Linked DNA regions of Mus musculus: regions 1, 2, 3, 4, 6 and 7 are each linked to region 5. The links are chromatin contacts, called in public promoter capture Hi-C maps. All regions are on one chromosome and are shown on one strand. Each heading gives the region's core, a stretch centred on a gene start, on an enhancer-like site or on the middle of the called end of the contact. The rest is flanking DNA. Distances are from core to core; before and after follow the strand shown.

The links. Promoter capture Hi-C pulls out the DNA fragments that hold promoters and counts their contacts. Capture Hi-C pulls out chosen DNA fragments and counts their contacts.
Region 1: a promoter capture Hi-C map of adipose tissue shows a contact between it and region 5, with 2.8 times the contacts expected there. The contact joins the promoter of Ciao1 here to the promoter of Tmem87b in region 5. A contact is called at or near these places in 4 of 39 promoter capture datasets (the 3T3-L1 cell line, hippocampal neurons, liver and 1 more), 2 of 115 datasets of contacts at active chromatin or transcription factors (astrocytes and embryonic stem cells) and 3 of 9 other capture datasets (adipose tissue, embryonic tail and liver).
Region 2: a contact with region 5 is called in a promoter capture Hi-C map of liver, with 5 times the contacts expected there. The contact joins the promoter of Snrnp200 here to the promoter of Tmem87b in region 5. A contact is called at or near these places in 4 of 39 promoter capture datasets (hippocampal neurons, liver and pre-B cells), 2 of 484 Hi-C or Micro-C datasets (both in cortical neurons), 1 of 115 datasets of contacts at active chromatin or transcription factors (embryonic forebrain) and 1 of 9 other capture datasets (adipose tissue).
Region 3: a promoter capture Hi-C map of liver shows a contact between it and region 5, with 3 times the contacts expected there. The contact joins the promoter of Pced1a here to the promoter of Tmem87b in region 5. A contact is called at or near these places in 1 of 39 promoter capture datasets (erythroid cells), 1 of 484 Hi-C or Micro-C datasets (CD4 T cells) and 2 of 9 other capture datasets (adipose tissue and liver).
Region 4: a contact with region 5 is called in a promoter capture Hi-C map of liver, with 3 times the contacts expected there. The contact joins the promoter of Idh3b here to the promoter of Tmem87b in region 5. A contact is called at or near these places in 5 of 39 promoter capture datasets (the C10 cell line, cranial neural crest, erythroid cells and 1 more) and 1 of 484 Hi-C or Micro-C datasets (embryonic stem cells).
Region 6: a promoter capture Hi-C map of cranial neural crest shows a contact between it and region 5. The contact joins the promoter of Cpxm1 here to the promoter of Tmem87b in region 5. A contact is called at or near these places in 2 of 39 promoter capture datasets (cranial neural crest and liver).
Region 7: a contact with region 5 is called in a promoter capture Hi-C map of hippocampal neurons, with 6 times the contacts expected there. The contact joins the promoter of Astl here to the promoter of Tmem87b in region 5. A contact is called at or near these places in 5 of 39 promoter capture datasets (hippocampal neurons, liver, neutrophils and 1 more).

Annotation. Positions count from the first base shown.
Region 1 is chr2:127,246,426-127,249,125 of GRCm38.p6, reverse strand. Ciao1 (cytosolic iron-sulfur protein assembly 1) reads left to right here and starts at 1,310. Exons shown (of 7, transcript NM_025296.4): 1 at 1,310-1,644; 2 at 1,968-2,116; 3 at 2,413-2,524; 4 at 2,625-2,700. The coding sequence starts at 1,506. It overlaps Tmem127 (transmembrane protein 127), which reads right to left and starts at 1,178. Exons shown (of 4, transcript NM_175145.4): 1 at 1,042-1,178; 2 at 317-634. The coding sequence starts at 560.
Region 2 is chr2:127,207,081-127,209,780 of GRCm38.p6, reverse strand. It overlaps Snrnp200 (small nuclear ribonucleoprotein 200 (U5)), which reads right to left and starts at 1,395. Exons shown (of 45, transcript NM_177214.5): 1 at 1,243-1,395; 2 at 644-807. The coding sequence starts at 1,287. 1810024B03Rik (RIKEN cDNA 1810024B03 gene) reads left to right here and starts at 1,501. Exons shown (of 2, transcript NM_198630.2): 1 at 1,501-1,606.
Region 3 is chr2:130,423,028-130,425,727 of GRCm38.p6, reverse strand. It overlaps Pced1a (PC-esterase domain containing 1A), which reads left to right and starts at 1,440. Exons shown (of 7, transcript NM_178762.4): 1 at 1,440-2,316. The coding sequence starts at 2,193. Vps16 (VSP16 CORVET/HOPS core subunit) reads right to left here and starts at 1,408. Exons shown (of 24, transcript NM_030559.3): 1 at 1,281-1,408. The coding sequence starts at 1,333.
Region 4 is chr2:130,283,096-130,285,795 of GRCm38.p6, reverse strand. Idh3b (isocitrate dehydrogenase 3 (NAD+) beta) reads left to right here and starts at 1,345. Exons shown (of 12, transcript NM_130884.4): 1 at 1,345-1,414; 2 at 1,548-1,625; 3 at 1,760-1,858; 4 at 1,967-2,087. The coding sequence starts at 1,379.
Region 5 is chr2:128,817,017-128,819,716 of GRCm38.p6, reverse strand. Tmem87b (transmembrane protein 87B) reads right to left here and starts at 1,414. Exons shown (of 19, transcript NM_001355629.1): 1 at 1,214-1,414. The coding sequence starts at 1,378.
Region 6 is chr2:130,396,242-130,398,941 of GRCm38.p6, reverse strand. Cpxm1 (carboxypeptidase X 1 (M14 family)) reads left to right here and starts at 1,313. Exons shown (of 14, transcript NM_019696.2): 1 at 1,313-1,583; 2 at 2,450-2,611. The coding sequence starts at 1,436.
Region 7 is chr2:127,340,233-127,342,932 of GRCm38.p6, reverse strand. Astl (astacin-like metalloendopeptidase (M12 family)) reads right to left here and starts at 1,297. Exons shown (of 9, transcript NM_001291003.1): 1 at 1,182-1,297; 2 at 457-582. The coding sequence starts at 1,236.

The DNA.
Region 1 (2,700 bases), core at 61-2,560, 1.6 Mb after region 5:
TGTCCGTTAGAAAGGGGAGGCTAATTGTAATACCTGACAAACACCCTTTTTTCTTCTACCTACCTCTGGCAGAAACCTAAAATAGCAGCAGTTTGGATTAGCATGACGGTGAGGAGTAGGTGCTTGGCTGAATAACATCAAAATTAATGAGAGGCTAGACCCCCAAACAGAGCCACCTGGTGGGCATGAACACCAAGCAAGAATGGGGCTGTTTCCTTTGACAAATGACTGCCTCTGGCTATCTATACTTCAGCCAGCCTCATATCTGTTCTGCACCGCCCCTCAAGCCAAGAGAGCAGGAGCTCAGCGCTCTCACCTTTTAGCAGATCCGGGTTTACATAGCCCAGCACGTCCGAGACCCCCAGCTCCTGGCGGGAACAGGTGCCTCCATGGATGTGCAACCAAGCGGGCTCCGCGAGGGCAGTGCACAGCGCTGTGATGGACAGGGCGCCAGGCAGGGCCGAGGCCAGGCTCCGCTCCGGCTGCTTGGGAAGAGCGCTGCTTCCCGGGCTTCTCCGCCGGCGCCCTCCCGGCAGCCCGGCACCTCCAGGGGCATACATGCCCGGGGCTGCCCGCTGTAGCTCTGCGGTCGTTGGTGGTGGCCGCCGACCTCAGCGGGGCGCGCAGAGCCTGTCTGTACCCAGGTGGAGAGCAACGCAATGGGCGGCTGGCCCGGAGCTGTCAGGGCCCGCACCAGAGACTGCGGGGTGGGACCCAGGGCTGAGCACAGACCAAAGGACTGCGGGAATTCGGGGGGCGGGGACCGAGGGCTCTGGATGAGGGGTGCTGGATCAGGGCTCGGAGATGGCAGGGGACTACATTGGCTGTAGACATGCCAGGATGAACGGGCGGAGGTACTGGGGGGCCGGGGGAGGGGATCGGCTACTGGCAAGGGGACCGGAGGAGACTTGGACCAGGGTTATCAGACAGAGGGGTGCTGAGGGGCGGAGGATGCAGCTGGGCCGCCGAGATCGGGAATCCGCACTTTGGGGTGCGACCTAAGCCTCAGTAACCCTCCCTACTCTAGTCCCTGCTCCTCACCGGTCAGCAGGCCTCAGGGCTGGGATGGCGCCGCTCCGCCCGGTCACAGGCTTCTTAGCTGCCCGGGCCAAACGATCCCAGGCCCCAAACCCGCAACGCCCAGACGGACCCTGGCCGATGCACTTCCGGCTTCCTCCAACCCCACCCCACCCCCGCCTCCTTCTTCTCCGGCCCTCCGCCCTGCCCTCCGTGCGCGTCACTGTGTGCGCGCGCCGCTTGTTCTTGCGCAGGGCATCAGGGTACTGGTAGTTCCGGACTGTCCCGCGAGGCTTCCAGTTACGGAGGATGAGGGGAGTGACTACAAGTCCCAGAAGGTCACGCGGCGTCAACAGCGGGCACGTCAATTCCTAGGGCGACATATTTTGCAGAAGCTGTACATCTGACGGTCTCAAGGTTCTATAGTGCCCAGCGCGTTTGGCGCGTTGCTTCTCTCGGTGTGCTCTCCTTACCCTAAAACAGTCGCCATGAAAGATTCTCTGGTACTGCAGAGCCGCGTCCCGGCGCACCCGGATTCCCGCTGCTGGTTCCTGGCCTGGAACCCCTCGGGGACCCTGTTGGCTTCCTGCGGAGGCGACCGTAAAATTCGCATCTGGGGCACCGAGGGTAAGGCCTGGCTTGGCTTTGTGGCCCTGGTGCCGAGGAAAACACTACTCTGAAAAGTGTCGGGGAAGGAGTGTGCCAGCGTCAACAGAGGCTGGAATTGTTGCGGGAACTGGGATATTTGCTGCGGGAACTGGGATATTTGCTGAGGTAGAAAAATGAGGAAAGTCGCCTGAAGAGCAGTTTAACAGTTTCAGAATCTTGATCGGTTGCATCGTAGTAATAATGGTGACTGACTTTGTCCCAGCAACAGGGTCCCACTTAAAGTACTACTTAGTGAATGGCATCGATGGCGCTCCAAAGCCTAGCCTGTTCTCTGCTTGCAGGTGACAGCTGGATTTGCAAGTCTGTCCTTTCTGAAGGCCATCAGCGCACCGTTAGGAAAGTGGCCTGGTCCCCGTGTGGAAATTACCTGGCATCTGCCAGCTTTGATGCCACCACTTGTATTTGGAAGAAGAACCAGGATGACTTTGAGGTAAACAGGTTGGATGGGAGCAGTTTATTACCTGTTTGCACCCCAGGGCTTGGTCATATTAGTTACAGCCTTAACTTAATTTCTACACTATAGAAATAGTAGCTGAGTATGGTAGTTCATGACTGTAATGCCAGCATTTGGGACACTGAAGCAGGATGATTGCTGTAAGTCCACCAAGGTCATCCTGCTATAGAATGAAACCCTTTCTCAAACAACAACAAAACTGCTCTCTTAGATATTTTACTAGGGCTTAGGACTCTTAGCTGCCATTAACTCAATATCCTTTCCCTTTCCAGTGTGTGACCACTCTTGAGGGCCATGAAAATGAGGTCAAGTCAGTGGCTTGGGCCCCATCTGGCAACCTCTTGGCTACCTGCAGCAGAGATAAGAGCGTGTGGGTCTGGGAAGGTGAGTCTAGGTGCCTCTGGGTACAGCAGGAAACCAGCTCGCTGGCTTTCAGCTTTGTCCCTGACTGGTCACCTCTGGGTCTAATTTGTTCCTCCCACAGTTGATGAAGAGGATGAGTATGAGTGTGTCAGTGTCCTCAGCTCTCATACGCAGGACGTTAAGCACGTGGTTTGGCA
Region 2 (2,700 bases), core at 146-2,645, 1.6 Mb after region 5:
AGGCAGGCAAAATAAAGTAAGTAGTATTTAACTTTTGAAATGAACCCACCAACATGAAAAGACAACAGAAATCATCAGGAAGTGCTGGGCAACAAAAGGAGAGAAGGGTTGGGGAGAGAAGCTTGTAACAACATGGTGGAGGTGAATTACAGAGAGGAGATTAACTCAAGTCCTGAAAACAGTCGGGGATGGGGCTGGAGAGAAGAGTCGAGTTGTTCACCCCAGTACTGCTTTCCAAGAGGACCCAAGTTCAGTTCTTAGCCCCACACTGGGTAACTCAAAACCTCCTGTAACTCTAGCTCCAGGGACTCTCAAACCCTCTCTGGCCTCCACACAGGCATCTGCATACGTGTGCACAAACCCACACGAACATACACATGCACGTAATTAAAAATAAAACAGATCTTTTAAAAAGATAACCGGAAGAAAATTAACATCTATGAATCAGAAACGAGTCAGTAAAAGGTATCAATAGATTTTGTTCCACTTCATTACACCTAAATCCAAAGAAGCTCTAAACCTTGGTTGTTGTGCACACACCACTCATCTTCCATATAAACTTGAGTAAAACTACTGCTCTAATGCTAAAGATGGGCTTTACATTAGATGGAAAAATAGCATCCAGCATCCCCTTAGTACTTACTTGGCCCGTCTTTCTTCCTGCATCTGTGGTTTGGTCCGTTGAGCCTTATCTCCCATTCGGGTTCCCTCCAACTTCCCAACCAGGGACAGAACCTCTCCCGTCGGTTCATCCCGGCGGGTCCGGTCAATGAGAGAGCGGTCAGCTTGGAGCACAAGATTTGAGTTCTGAAAAGATCATACTTTATCAAAACTTTGATATGTATAGTTTTGAATCCTGTTATTACAGTGACAGCAGATGATGGGAAAACAGTGGAATAAAAAAAAAATCATGCTCTTAAGAAGAAATAACATAGCATTACACGATGCGCGAGCACTATTGCTGTCTGAGAAGGTGAACGACCAGCGCTCCTAAGAGCATCCACAACAGCCCACATTTGGGTAAAATGTTGGGCACATTGCGGGTAAAGAGAAGAAGGTGCGAGTTTAGCGCTGAGGGGGCTGGGGAAAACCCAACTCCTAAATTCTCAAGCGCCCCAAATTCCACGGGGTTTTTCCTTCGTGTTTTAATCCATCCTTCACCCAGCTCTGATCTCCCGCTCAAGTGTCCGTGGCTGTCCACGACCTCCCCTGTCTGCACCGGTCCTTCGAGACCACACGCACCGCCTTGTACTCGTACTGCAAACTGCGGGCAGTCACATCCGCCATGGCTGCTGATGCTCCGGGAACTCAGGGTTCCACTCTTCTTCACGCTCCGAACCGCTTCAGCGAACCGCCCTGGCACAACAGGTACAACGCAGGACGAACGTAAGGGACGGAGAAAAGAAACGGACTTGCTTCCGCTTCCGGGACGCCCGCTAAACGTGAGACTTTCCGGTTACTAACCACTGCTTCTGGGCGGGGTTTGCGGAGATGTACAGTAGTACATCCGGGTCAAGGATTCCATTGACCGACGAGACACACGCGCGTGCAAATTGTGGTTCCAGGCATCTCTACCTGCGACAGAGCCAAGGCCCAACCCCTAAGCGTATGTTGAAAGTCCCTTTCTGTAATTCTTTTGGTTTCTCATACCAGCCATCCTGTGAGGCAGGCAGACATGCAGGCAAACGGAAACTAAGGGATAAGGAAGCTGAAGGTTCAAGCAAGTTAGCAAGACAGGCATGGTGGCGCATTCCTTTAATCCCAGCACTCGGGAGGCAGAGGTAGTGGATTTCTGAGTTCGAGGCCAGCCTGGTCTACAAAGTGAGTTCCAGGACAGCCAGAGCTACACAGAGAAACCTTGTCTCGAAAAACAAAACAAAACAAACAAAAAACCAAAACAACAACAAAAAGACAAAAAAAAAAAAAAAAAAAAAAAAAGCAAGTTAGCATGTACCTAGTTCTAGTAACCGACTGGATTTCTACCCCAAACCCCTTTCCGCAAGACTCTCCCCTGTGTCAGCTGACTGACGGTAGAGGAAGAACTATTTGTGCCCAATCTTTTGTCACAGCCTGTCAGGACTTTAGGTGTGCGGATTACAGCATATGTATAACTTTGTCCTCCTCAATGTGACACGAATGTTTTACTAAAGAAATATATGAAAAATAAATAATATGTATGGAATTACTATTCAGTTTTATTCAGCAGTAGTGGTACCTTTTATGTAAAGGTGGTATTTAGTCTTTTCATAATTCTCTACACAACACTGAAAGCAAAACAGTGAGTTCTGCTTTCCCTTGATATTTAATAAGCACGAGTGAACCTTAAGTCTGTGTCCTAATCCACCCAGCCATTTTGCTGGCAATTTTTTTTTATTGTTTGGTTTATCATTTACATTTTATTCTATGTAGATAGGTGTTTGGGCTACATGTATGTTTGTGTATCATTACATGCAGACTTCCACGAAGTCCAAAAGAGGGTGTCAGATCCCCTGAGACTGGAGCTGCAGATAGGTTGTGAGTTGCCATGTGTGTGGAGGGGTTGGAACCCAGGTCTTCTCAAAGAGCAGCCAGTGTTCATAACCATTAAGCCATCTCTCTAGCCCTTATCTGGTTTTTGAGAAAAGATCTCCTGGAGTCCAGGCAGGCTTCAAACTTGCTATCCAGAGACTTCTCTTGCACTCTTGATCCCCCTGCCTCCAA
Region 3 (2,700 bases), core at 191-2,690, 1.6 Mb before region 5:
TCTGCCTCCCAAGTGCTGGGATTAAAGGTGTGCGCCACCACCGCCCGGCTCAAAGTCTTCTATTGAAATAAGACGCCAACGCAATGTCTTTGTGATCTTCGGGTACATCAATAAAACATTCTTTACCATTTTGTTGGGTAATGATTAGGTTTTGCTTGTTTCTGTTATTATTTCAAGACAGGGTCTTACTATGTGGCCCTGTCTGGCCTGAGCTATAGAGCAGGGTGGCCTGAATCTCAGAGTGCTGGGATTAAGAGGCGTGGGCCACCAAAGGCTGACCAACTATTAGGTAACAGGCACTAGCCTAAATATGCATGGGAAATAGAAGTATTCTTAGCCTTCAAGAGCTTAGCACGAGAAACTCATACCAACACTGCCCTCGTGTGCCACATATGATAAGACTCTACAACTGGACCTTTGTGAGGCATAAAAGGATTCTACTGTAGGAAAACCAAGCAGGTCCTGAAAGATGAGCAACATTCTTCAGGGTGATAAAGAGGAAAATAGCAATGCCCATAGAAGCGACTATAGAACTGTGCAAACACAAAGCCATGGAATTGCCTGGTGTGATGAGGTCCTGCAATTAATTCTGTGAAGCTGGTACACCCACGGATTGAGGATGATTGAGGTTAAGTTGGAAACCACTCAGAGAGTGACAAATGTAGGCTGACCAATTGATGAGCGCTCCACAAGCAGTTTGTACTTTATATCTTAAAAAGAAATAAAGCCAACGAGACGGTAACCATTGTAATCACGTTACTAGTTTTAGCCTTGAGAAAGACCCACAGCTAAGGGCACTCCAACCCCGGTGAGTTGCCACTGCCTCGGGTTCCTCATTAATAGTGCCCCAAGACTGAAAAGCGGTTCATCCCCTTTTCTCAGCTTTGGTCAGTACTGTCACCCCGCCCGCTGTGGCGATCCCGCCTTCCTGTGAGAGCCCCTGTGGTCCGACTTCAGCAGTTTCCGGAAGGAGACTGGCACTCGCTGTCGCCGCGGGGCGGCCTCCCTCTACGTGATCTAAGCATCCTTCCGGAGGCCAACAGACCTCGGTTTAGGGGTGGCTTCTCAGCTTGCCTCAGTTGGCGCAAAGGAAGGACCAGATTGCTGCCCCTAAAGTGCGTAAAGTGGCAGACGCTCAGGCGAGCCGCCATAGGGACGGACGCCAGCACGCGTAGTGGCCGGGGCGAGCATTGCTGGCTCTGCCGGGAGGCTCAAGCCAGCAGCAGACAAGCAAGGTAAGCTGGGCTGTGGGACGGAAGGTGGGGCGTCGGGCAGCTCACCTGTAAAAGGCAGAGTCCCCGAGTGGATTCCAGTTCGCAGTGTAACAGTCCATGTCTAGTACAGCTGGCGGCAAGAGTCGCCGAGGAAAAACCCGCCTAGCGCAAGCTCAGGCCGCACTTCCGCTTCCGCCCTTCGGGGTCACGTGACGAGGCCGCCTTAGCGGCCATCAGAACTGTGGGCAAGCTACGCTGAGCTATCGTCCTGCCCTCGGCGCGGCGGCCCGAGTGGACCTAGCCCTGGTTTCTGTCCTCCACAGCGGCCAACCTCGCTGCCTTTCTGACTCCTCCGGCGTTGGGGATCGCATAGGGCGGGACACGGGTGACCGAAAGTGGGAGCCATGAGCATCTGAGGCACAGATGCTGGAGGCGTTGGCTGGACCACCGTAGCGCACGCATGGCGAGCGCTGGGCGTCGAGCTGCGTACCTACAGCTAACCTGGGCACCCGGGCTCTGTGGGGCGGGATCTTTGCAGAACCCACCGCTCTCCAGGGGCATGGGATCATTGACTCTAGATCAGGACATCGCTGCCGAGACGCTGTCGCACGGCACCTGGGCCTGCCCTACTGGCCCGTGAATCCCTGGAGCCCCCGAGAGACTTGGTAACTGGCGCGAGCGGACGAATGCGCACGCGCGGGGCCGCCGTTGACACGTGGCAGGGCAAAGGCGTCTCTGCGCGCGCGAAGCGCTGTAGTCTAAGACTACGGCCCAAGTGACCCTTCTTCCCTCCGAGTGTGATAAAGGCTGCTGCCGTGTTGGGATTCGCCTTGCCGCTCCCACTTTCCTCCCCATTACACAGAGCAGCCAGGGAGGGGCCAGCGCGCATGGGTCATCTTGGAACAGACCGGACCTACCTAGAGTCCCTGCCCTCTGTCAGCTTATTGGCCTCTCCCTGCAGCTGGTGTCAGTGGCAGCATGGTCTTCTGTTTGGAAAACGAGATGCCACACCGCCTGCTGGGAAGCGCCATGGTCCACTTCCATGCCTCAGAAGTCCAGCAGCTGCTACACAACAAGTTCGTGGTCATTTTGGGGGACTCCAGTGAGTGACCACTCTAGGATGACATTTCACCGCCCTGTATCTTCAACCTTTTCTTTGTCTGCACGCCACATCTCCATTTCAGACTTCTCCATCTCTTACTCTGTTTCAGGACACTAGACTGCATTTTTTTCTTTTTTAAATTCCCTATGTACCTTCCCTGGGTGCCCCGGCATATCATTTGTGCACTATTTTTTAGCCCATGAGTGTGGCATCTTTATTTGTTGTTGCCCTTCATGATTTTCTTAAAAGGACCTGTGGGCTATGTTGTGTGTTTTCCTAGGGATGGGACCAACTTAATTTTGCCATTTGGTCTTTGGTCGCTGTACATAAGCTAGAGGAGAGGGAAATAGCTGGAAAGAGCAGAGCTAGGGCTTTAAAATCTCG
Region 4 (2,700 bases), core at 96-2,595, 1.5 Mb before region 5:
TGACTGGGGTCTCCTGGAGCCATGAGCTAAAGTAAATCTGTTCTTTCGAAAGCTGCTTTTGTCTGTGTTTTGTCCCAACAATGATAAAAGTAATTGATACAAGTCCATTAGGCAGGCATGGGGTACACGCCTTTAATCCTAGCACTTAGAAAGCAAAGAGGCAGGTGGATCTCTCTGAGTTCCAGGTCAGCCTGGTCTACATAGGAAGTTATAGGTCAACCAGGGATATAAAGAGAGATCCTGTCTCAACAAAACATACATGCCTGTTCTGATACACTTTCCGTGTAGCACTCAATAAATTATATGAGATACTCAACATTCTATTATAAAATAGACACTGGGTTTAGCAATCTAATGGAGTTTTGAGAGGAGATGATATAGAGGACCCGCCCCCCATCCAGGATCCCTGGGGACATAACTAAGCAGCTAAATCAATGTCAGTAACTCTTTATTTCCAGAAGTAGTGGGAGAGAAACTATCAGCTATCATGATGAATGAGTTTTCTGTTTACTGCATGAGAACAAATTCATGAGTGAAACACACACAGATCTATAATCAAACTATTGAAAACACACCATTTCACCTGTAATACATACATGGCTAGAGGTGCCCTGCAGGATAGTTATAATCTTCATCATATGTACAAAGGAGAATGTACAGGGATATACACAGCAATGTTGCTGAGAAGAGCCCAAATCAGATTTCATACTAGGTATCTGCCTATTTAAGAAAGGATTAAGCAATTTAGTAAATTTAAATTATAGCATACTATACAGTGGAGCAAAAGAATTAGCTTTTATTTTTCAGCTTCTTTTTTTTTTTTTCCAGGATGTGGTGGTGCACACCTTTAATTCCAGCACTTGGGAGGTGGAGGCAGGCGGGTCTATGAGTTTGAGGCCAGCCTGGTCTACAGAGCTACCTCATCAACTCCAAGTTAGTTTTCTTATCATAACCAGTTTTCTTTGTAATCTGAATTATTTTACCTATTTAAAAGAATTCTAAGTGACTAACAGTGAGTACTAGTTAAGAGAATAACGCATAACAGAACATTCAAACATTCACAAATTCCCAAGACTTCTCAACTTATTGTTAAACTCACATCCTTGTTCAATACTTGGCCATATATATTTGGATGTTGTTTTGAATTTTCAAGAGAAATTAAATCTGACGAGTGAAAACAAAGCAAACAGACAAACTGGTTGTGTGTCCTGTGACCCTACATTACCAAACAGAAGGAGAGAACTCAAGTGAATCCGTACACACCGCCGATTGGTACGGGAGAAAGAACCGCCAAGCTCGCCAGGGCTGACAGGAAGTCCAGCTCCCACGACCGCGCTCGCTTCCGGCGTCACTTCCCCCGCGACTTCCTCGGCCGAACATGGCAGCGCTGAGCAATGTCCGCTGGCTGACCCGAGTGAGGCCCGGGACGACCTGAGCGGAGGGTGGGCGGGAGAACAGAGGGTTTGTCCGCGGTTTCCAAAAGAAGGCAAGGTCATCGCGGTGTAAGGGGCCGCGGTGTCCCCGATCTGACCTTGTGTCTGTCGCAGGCGGTGCTCGCCGCTCGGAACTCCGGGGCATGGAGAGGTCTCGGAACATCTACGGCTCACGCCGCTTCCCAGAGCCAGGTACGCTTGAGTCCAGCTTCGTTCTCGCCCATCCTTGTCGCCTCCTTGCCGCTCCCCTGGGTTTCCCCTCCCCACCTCTTTCCCTCTGACTCCCACTTCTGCCCCTGCTCCATCTCTGCTGGCCCCACTCACAGGCACAAGATGTGAGGGTGGAGGGTGCCTTTCCTGTGACCATGCTGCCTGGAGACGGCGTGGGGCCAGAGCTCATGCATGCTGTCAAGGAAGTGTTCAAGGTGAATAGCCCGGGGCGGGGGATGGGTGGCGGATCAGGCTACAGGGATGGATGGGTTGTTGGAAAGTTCAGACCTGACCCAGCCCTGTGCTTGGACTTATCCCTGAAGGCTGCTGCTGTCCCTGTGGAATTTAAGGAGCATCATCTGAGCGAGGTGCAGAATATGGCTTCTGAGGAGAAGCTGGAGCAGGTGCTGAGTTCCATGAAGGAGAACAAAGTTGCCATCATTGGTTTGTATGGCACTCTGTCATTTAAGAGCAGTGTTCATAAAGCCCCTCTCTCTGCAGTGTGTATATATCAGTTTTCCAGACTGGCCTCTACTGACATTTAGGAATTTGTTTCTTCTCAGTGGCAAACCAGGAGTTAGTGATGTCAGGAAGGGGTTGGGACCTGCTGAGGCTGTGTCACCGGGGTCAGACCCTGTTAGTTGTGTCTGCGTGCCCATTCTTTTTTGGTTTGTTCATTTATTGTTTGTTGTTGTTGTTGTTGTTGTTGTTAGTTTTTCCAGGTAGGGTTTCTCTGTGTAGCCCCGGCTGTTCTGGAACTCTCTGTAGACCAGGCTGGACTCGAACTCACAGAGATCTGCCTGCCTCTGCCTCTCTGCTCTCTGCCTCTGCCTCCCAAGGGCTGAGATTAAAGGCACGGCCACCCTAACCCAGTGTGCGCTGATCATTCTAACCACTCCATTTCTTCTCTTGTGCTGTTTTATTCCCCATATTGGATTTTTAAAAATTTATTTATTTATTTATTTATTTAGCTTGTAGGTTTCCTCCTATAGACCCACTTTCTTGGACAGCCTCACTTGCAGGGCCAGCTTTTGCAGAGGAAAGTCAGTTCTTTATA
Region 5 (2,700 bases), core at 165-2,664:
ATTGATGAGAAATACAGCCATAGAGATGGGCAGGCCCTATCGTGGTAAGTATACAAAGACATGTTTCATTCTCTCTGTTCTAAAAGATACATTTCTGACAACTTGATATAAGAAAAAAATAATCATCCTGCTTTTTGCAAAAAAAGGCTGCTGACACTACCAGCCTGAGCTACACAGGAAATAAACTCAGCCTGAACAAAGCATATGACAGCTAAAAAAAAAAAAAAAAAAAAAAAAAAATACTGGGCACCTACTCAGAAGAATCTCAAACGCAATGAATACACTGAGCCGGGCCACAGAATGAAGCCTACACTTGAGCCTCTGCAGTTTTGTGTTTGGAAGTATGTGCACCTTCTGATACTACTTTTGGTTGAAGGAATATAAATATAAATGTCACCTTTAGAACTTAGACGCTGTTTCCACACATCCCAAGCAGATCTGGGCGAGTCATCTGACTCTGGACTCAAGACAAGGCCGCTTCCCGATATCCTGTCTCTTTTGCAAGACTTTGCACAATTTGGTCTCTGCCTTCTTCCCACATCATCTCTTAACCATACAGGACGTCAAGTTCTCTAACGGCCTGCCCAGTTACGGAAGTTTTCATCCATCAGACTCGCCCTTTAAACACTCTTAAGCAAACACCCTGTTCCACAGACACGCGCAGAAGTCATGAACACTAAGGAATATACAGAAACTCAAGAAAAATAAGAGAGGCGAGGTGACTTTATGCACGACTGTAGAGCACACTCAATTTATGCTCTAACAGAAAGGCTAGACAAACCTTGTGGCCTTGTGGATGTGGCCCCAGTAGTAGTAACCTAGCCGAAGTATTCGGTCCCAGCGATGCCGCTGGGAATGCAGAGATTGGGGCTCTGAACTGAAGAAACAAAAGCAAGATCTAGAGACACCGTGTCAGGACAGTGAGAGGCGGGTGGAGAGCCTCGCGAGCAGCAACAACATTTGGAAAGGGAAGCCGTCTTAGGAAAGCACAGTGGGACCGCTCTTCCCAGAAGCCTAGGCAGAGGAGGGGGACGCTCCCTTCCCAGAGCCCACTCTAGACAAAAGGCTCAAGAAGCGCGTCAGAGGACCCACCGCTGGTCCCAGAGAGCCCTAGTGAATGTGCCCAAGGCCAGACTGGTCCGCAGGCGGAGCTATCCAGCCAGGGCCCTGGAGCCTAAGAAGCGCCACGCCTCAGTCCCTACAGAGCACTTACGTCATTGACCGTCCTCGTCCAAAGCCCGAGCTCGGGGACTGCGTCCACAGCCGCCGGGACCCAGCACAGGAGACACAGGGCAACTCGCAGCAGCTGGGCCCCGGCGGGCCGGCGGCAGAGGAGGCTGGGAAGGAGGCCAGCCTCAGACCGACAGGCGGCAGCCATCTTGACGCGGACGCCGCACCTGCGCTCCCGGAACCCGGCCACGCCCCGGGGCCGCACCTGGCTCAGCTCCGCCCCTGAAGGGGCGTGCCCACGAGGGGAACGAGAGCACGGGCGTGAATGCGGAGGGGGTCTTGGGCTGAAGCGGATAGGCGCTGTTAGAGGAAATAGGCTCAAACCTGGAGCAGGGCTTCAGGGCCAGGCCTGGAAGGAACCGAGGAAGTGTGGAGGGAAGGGAAGAGAGTCCAGAGGGAAACCCGCCCACGGAGGGGGCGGGGCCTGGGAGGTGGGGCCGGGTGGAGGCGGGGCTGAGAAGGTGGGGCCGGGAGTGGAGGCGGGGCCAAGACCTTAATTGGGGCGGGACTATGGGCACGGGGCGTGGTAGGGAGGCGGGGCCTTCCCGGGAGAAGGGAAGGCGGAACCAAAGTGTGGAGGCGGGACTACAAGATTAAAAGGGCCGAACCTGGGCGGAACTAGAAGCTGCTTTAAGGGGAAGGTTGTGTGTAGAAAGATGGAGGCGGGGAAAAGAACAGGGAGAGGAGGGGGAGGAAAAAGAGGCAGGGCCTTAAGGGAAACTAGAAAGGAAAGACCTGGCTGCAACGCAGTTGAAAGGTCAGCTTGCAGAGCAGGGCCCCGAGGATAATGGGGCACTCTAATGACAAGTTGCAGAAATGAAGATCCTAGTACTTGGGAGGTGGAGGTAGGAGGATCGTGGGAATTCAAAGACAGCCTATAGCCACATAGCAAGCGTGAGACCAGCGTGAGCTGCACAAGCTTGTCTAAAAGCAAAACAAAATACTTGTCAACTAAGGGGAAAAAATTGTTTCGAGAGCAATAGTCAGGTCTCACCAGTAGGTGGCACTAGGAAATTGATGTTTTATATGAATTTGAATCTTTCCTGAAGGTGTTTTTTTAGTCCCGATTAGATTCAGTAGGAGTTACTGTTTATACCTCTAATTTCCTTATTTTAAAATAGTTAACTATTTTTCAAGCACATTTAAGTTCACAGTAAAATCGAGAGGAATGGATCTCTAGAAAGTTCTAATATCGCCCTGGTCACCAGCTTCCTCTGCTAGCAACATTCCACACTACAAGGAGTACCTTTAATAGAGACCATTAAACCAGTAATCAATTCAGAACTGTATCTTACGGCTCATTAAATATCTCACAGAGGTATCGATCTCCGAGTAATAGACTAAACAGGGAGTTTACCTTATTGAAGAGCAAATGGAATATTGAGATGGTCCTGAGGTTAAAGGCACTTGCTGCCAAAGCTGACTACCCACAAGGTCCCAGAAACAGACTCTGGAATGTTGTTCTTTAAC
Region 6 (2,700 bases), core at 64-2,563, 1.6 Mb before region 5:
TTCTGCCTCAACTTCCCTGAATGAACCTGTAATTAGAAATAAATCCTTACCTTCCCCAAGTTGCCTTTTGTCCGAGTATTTTGTCACAGCATCAGAAAGGACAGTAGAACATGGTGTCTTCCTTAAACTTCTCTATGCCTATCTGGTGAGCTGAGCCTAGCACTGCTTCTTAGGTGGGAGCACCAAAACGGGACTTGGACATGTATGGGTCCTCCGTGATCACTCCCTTCTCAGAGTTCTCTGACCCTCCTGGAGTGCCATAGTTGGGCTAGATGACAGGGCTTACTCCTTTGCAGTGGTCCCTATAGGAGGTGGCCTCAGTTCAGGAGCCCCACACCTGGCCCCACGCATTTCCACCAGGCTCTGGTTCTGCTGCAGAACCAGAAAGGTGGTTCTGAAAGGTGCAGGCTTGACTTGAGGTTATTCAGCTCATTTACATAGACACTTCTTGGGGGACTACAGCGAAGGCAGAGCAAGCACCAGTGGCACAGGCCTTTCTTTGGGGCAGGTGACTCCGGTGTGGGGAGAATCTAGAGGGGTCCTGGGGAAAACAGGTCAGAGAACTCCTGGAGGAGGATGGGAGGAGGAGGGGAAGGAGGTGGATCGAGAAGTGCGGGAATCCCATTAAGACTAGACTTGGTCTCACGGTTCTTGACGCCAGCCCTCTGGTTATCAGCTCTGGCTGCCTTCCTCGAGTTATGTAACCCCAAAACGTGGCAGCCCCGGGAGGGAAAAAGAGAGGAGGCGGGTCGGAGAGGAAGCGCCGCCTCTCTTTGCACCCACAGTTTGTTTTTGGGTTTAATGGAGGACCCCTCACCCCCACAACGCAACCCTAGCCTTCCACCCCCACTGCTCTCCTGCGGTCTTTCCCCGTTGCCCTACCCACCCCAGCAAGGCACCCTAAGTTCTGGATGGATTTTCCTCTCAAGTTGTAGTTTCCAAAGCCCCCAGCTTTTGTTACCTTGGCCACGTCAACAAGGCCCAATGCAAGCTTCAGTTTATCAGCCTGCAAACTGAAGTTTGACTAAGATTCAGACCACGTGCAGAGCGCCTTGCATAGGTGCCTGCAGATGGGATAGGCGCGCGCAGTCGAACAGAATGTGCGGTGACTTTGCAGCCTGTGTAGGGCCGGACACCGGTGAGGCTGCGACATTGGGTCTCTGGACCCCAGCCCGCCGCCCTCCCCCCCCCCCGGGGGTCCTCGCGGTTCACCAGAGTCAGCCGCCCCCGGGGGATGTCGCGGCTCTCCGCAGCCCTCCCCCTCCTAGGGTGTCGGATTCCAGAGAGTGGCTGTGGGCGGGCCGGAGGCTGCAGAGGGGCGTGGGGCGGTGGAGGGCGGGCGAGCAGGAAGGGGCGGGGGGCTCCGCAGACGCCCGCAGGAAGAAGAGAACCCACCAAGAACCTCGGCACAGCGCGCTCGTCGACCCTTCCCGCTATGTGGGGTCTCTTGCTCGCAGTGACCGCCTTTGCGCCTTCCGTCGGTCTGGGGCTGGGGGCTCCCAGCGCCTCAGTGCCGGGCCTGGCGCCGGGCTCAACCCTGGCTCCACACAGCAGCGTTGCACAGCCGTCCACAAAGGCAAATGGTGAGCTCTGGGTCCCATGGTCGGCTGCTGGGCAGGTCAGACCCACTCCCCCAGCTGGGTCCTCCAGCTCGCCCTGTGAACGGGGACAAGCACAGCCCAGTGCAATGGCTGCTGAGTCAGCAGCCCCATCCTGGCCAGACCTAGTCAGCAGTCTTAGGGCAGGCCCAGCGGGATGCTGGCTGCCCCAACTCCAGCCTGCCTTCTTCACAAATGAAATTTGAGGCCAGAATCTGGAAAGGTGAAGAGACACCAGACTAAAAGGGGACAAGCCTATGCAGGATGGTGTGTAAGGCCATGGACTGGAGGGGAAAAGACAGGGAGTGAGGCTGCCTGGAGGAAAGATCACTGCCTCGTGATGGGCGCAGGCAGACTGTCTGGCTTCCCAACTTCTTCCTTAGTTAGGAGCTCTGAGGCCAGCAGGTAGGCCAAGCACGGACTTCATTCAGGAAAAGACCCGAGGCTTAGTCTGAAGATAAGGAAGGCTTGGAGGTTGATGAGAGTAGATGCAAGATTAGAGACAGGAGGTAGTATTACCGAAGAGGACGGACCAGAGCAAGGCCTGGAGGTTAAAAACTAACTTCAGACCTTCAGAGTGACCAGTCTCTAATGGCTCAGTGTTGCTCTCCCCTGAATCAGGGAGTCAGAGGGGACGTGAGCCAAAGATGTTGTGTTAAGAAGGAAAAACTGAAGAAATGACTAAAAGAGGCAGGTGGAGTTAGGAAACAGGTCTTGTGTGCTGTGCTAGGATGTCAGTAATTGTTGTAGGTGTCACATATGCCCAAATGCCTTCTTGGGCTAGCAGACCTTTCCGTCTGGGTTTCATGACATTCTTCTCTTCTTTGGTACATTGTCCCCTGGTACCCTAGAGACCTCAGAACGGCATGTCCGGCTTCGAGTCATCAAGAAAAAAAAGATCGTTGTCAAGAAGCGAAAGAAGCTAAGGCACCCTGGTCCCTTGGGGACTGCTAGGCCTGTGGTGCCCACTCACCCAGCAAAGACCCTCACTCTCCCTGAGAAACAAGAACCAGGTATTGCTTACCCAGGGGCCCCGCCTAGCCTATGAACAAGCTTAGGCTCCGTTCTCGAGCCTCTCTGGTTACCCTCTATCTAATCCTGT
Region 7 (2,700 bases), core at 48-2,547, 1.5 Mb after region 5:
TGTTCTGCCAACATTTCAGCCCATGATGACGCCAAGATCTGAATTCATTTCCATTGCCAACAACTTCAGCCCAATGCGTCTGTGTTCCTCATGTCCGAGATCCCCAGACAAAGATGCCCTGAGCCACAGACTTCTTTGTTCCTTAACAATCCACCCCACTTGGCCAGGTCACGCTTACACACCGCTACTTACAGAGAGATTGACATGCTCTCAAATATCGACTGATGATTTTACTCAAGTCCCAAGCCGAGAGAACACCAGTGCTCTTATCAGATCATTCTAAAGACATTTACAGTATCTCATATAAAAAATATTAACCAGCAAAAGAATACAGAAAAACAGACAAGCATTTCCTCATGAAACTTGATTTCCCTGCATGCATGGGGACATTTCCTCTCAATCTTTTCCGCATGTCCACATTCAGCATGGCTTTGGAGTGTGGCCCCGTGTTCTCACCTTGGTTAATTGCGGGGATGTCCTTGTCCTGAAATACCGGGCTTCCCTCAGGAGTGAAGCCTTCTGGAACACTGGTACTGCAGACTCCAGAACATCTGGATGCTGAGGGTGCTCCCATGCTCAAACCTGGCTCAGGAAGACAAGTGCAGACATATAGATGCCCCCGGGACTCCACTGTGAGCCGGGACAGCAGGCAGCAAAATCCAGCCCCTTCCAGGAGAGGCCACCCAGGATGCATTCCTGAAGCCTGCCTGGCTATCTCACTCATCATACCTGGTGACAAGGCCTAGATGCCTTCAGTGAAGGAGATCCCTTTAAGGGACTAACACTTGGCTCAGAAAGGCTAGGGCAGCCAATATGAGGCAGAAAAGAGGCACAGTAGACTTTAAATCTTCAGGCAGCACCAGAATCAAGGCTGGCCTCAGACCCTACTCTTGAACATTTCTCTCCACTCAGGCTGAGTGCCTGCTGCCCCAGCCAGGCTAGAAACTGGCTTACCTTAAAACAAGTAGGTATATGGTATGACACTTGGCAATCTGCTGTTAGGTGGGCCCTCTCTACTCCTACAAGTATCAGGAGGCCTCCTCCTTGGTTCCCAGGGGCTCACTCATAGGTACAACCCTACAACGCCATGTTGGAGCTGTGAAACTAAGTTAAGATTATCTTAAGCCACAGCTGCAGCCTCTGGCCTCTTCCCAATGTCCCAGAGACTGGAGCCAGCTTACCTAGCAAGGAGAGCATAGTTAATATCCAAGGCCACAGGCTTCCCATGATACCCATGGTGGGTCCTCACTGCCCTCTTGGCAAGCAACACACAGAAATGTGGCAGGGAAAGGCCTCCTTAACTCAGGGACTCTACCATCCACCCCCTTTAATAGGGGCTTCTCCAGCCCACACCTGCAGCCTCCCAACCACCTCCACCTGCAGTTCCTCCCAACAACTATCACCTGAAGACCTGCCCAGTCTTACCAGAGGACTCTACCCCTGTCCCCAGCCTGAGCCTTCTGGACCATAGTCCCATCCATCTTGGCTGAAGTGGGTAAAAAGTGGGCCGGGGACACAAAACAAATCCTTAGGATACCCTTGAGCAGGGTAGCTTCCCTGAGATTCCCCCTCCTGCCACCAGAGGGCAGAGAAGCATTGCAGCCTCATGTAGTTCATGACTTGGATTGAGATCCAGTCACTAAAAGGGGGCTTTCCTTTTCCTGTTCCACCAACTACCGGAGGGTTCAGACCCAGAAAATCTGCTGGGAAACTCAAGGCACCTCTCCCTATGTGGTCACCATACCCGTATAATCTCTCCCCTCCCCCCTCCCCTCCTCTATTTATACGAGAAAGGGTCTCATTAAGTAGCTTTGGCTGTCCTGGAACTCAGTATGTAGACCAGGCTGGCCTCAAACTCAGAGAGATCTGCCTGCTGCCTGTGTCTACCTCCTGAGTGCTGGGATTAAAGGCATGTGTCACTATGCCCAGCTATAAGCTTTTATTTCAGAAGCCATATAGGAAAGTACACAGGTTGCAAGACTCTGAGAAACTTCACACTGAACACCAGCATCATCAGCACCCAGAGACGCCCCCCACTGCAGAGGGGACACTTTTGAACTCTTAGACGCTCATATGACTGTGGTCCTTCCAATGCCACTGCCCACTGACATGATCGGCCAGGGCCCCTTCCCATTTCACTAATTCAAAATACAAAGCTCCCAGACTTTCTTCCTTTACATCCTGCCATCCAGAGACCCGGCCTGGATGGACAGCCTGGAACATACCAAGTCCACCCCCATGTTCAGTAAAGGAAAGCCAGAGCTCCACAAGGACCTGTTGGCATTCTTGCTGAGCCTGGGGCAAACATCTCTCAAGAAGTAGAAGCTAGAGCCAGACAGAGGGGCTATAATAAAAGCAGATGCTGCTGATGCCTGAGCAGAATCTAGACTGGTTTCCAGGAATCCGATGGATATGCTAATTATCTTGACCAGCAGACTCATTCCTTCACAGTGCTTATATATGTCAAAGCTTGTCAAGTACCTTAAACACTCCATTTTTTTCCCATTAAAAAAGAAGATGCCAGGGGTGGTGGCGCACCCCTTTAATCCCAGGATGTGGGAGGCAGAGGCAGGAGGATTTCTGAGTTTGAGGCCAGCTTGGTCTACAAAGTGAGTTCCAGTACAGCCAGGGCTACACAGAGAAACCCTGTCTTGAAAAACAGAAGAAGAAGAAGAAGAAGAAGAAGAAGAAGAAGAAGAA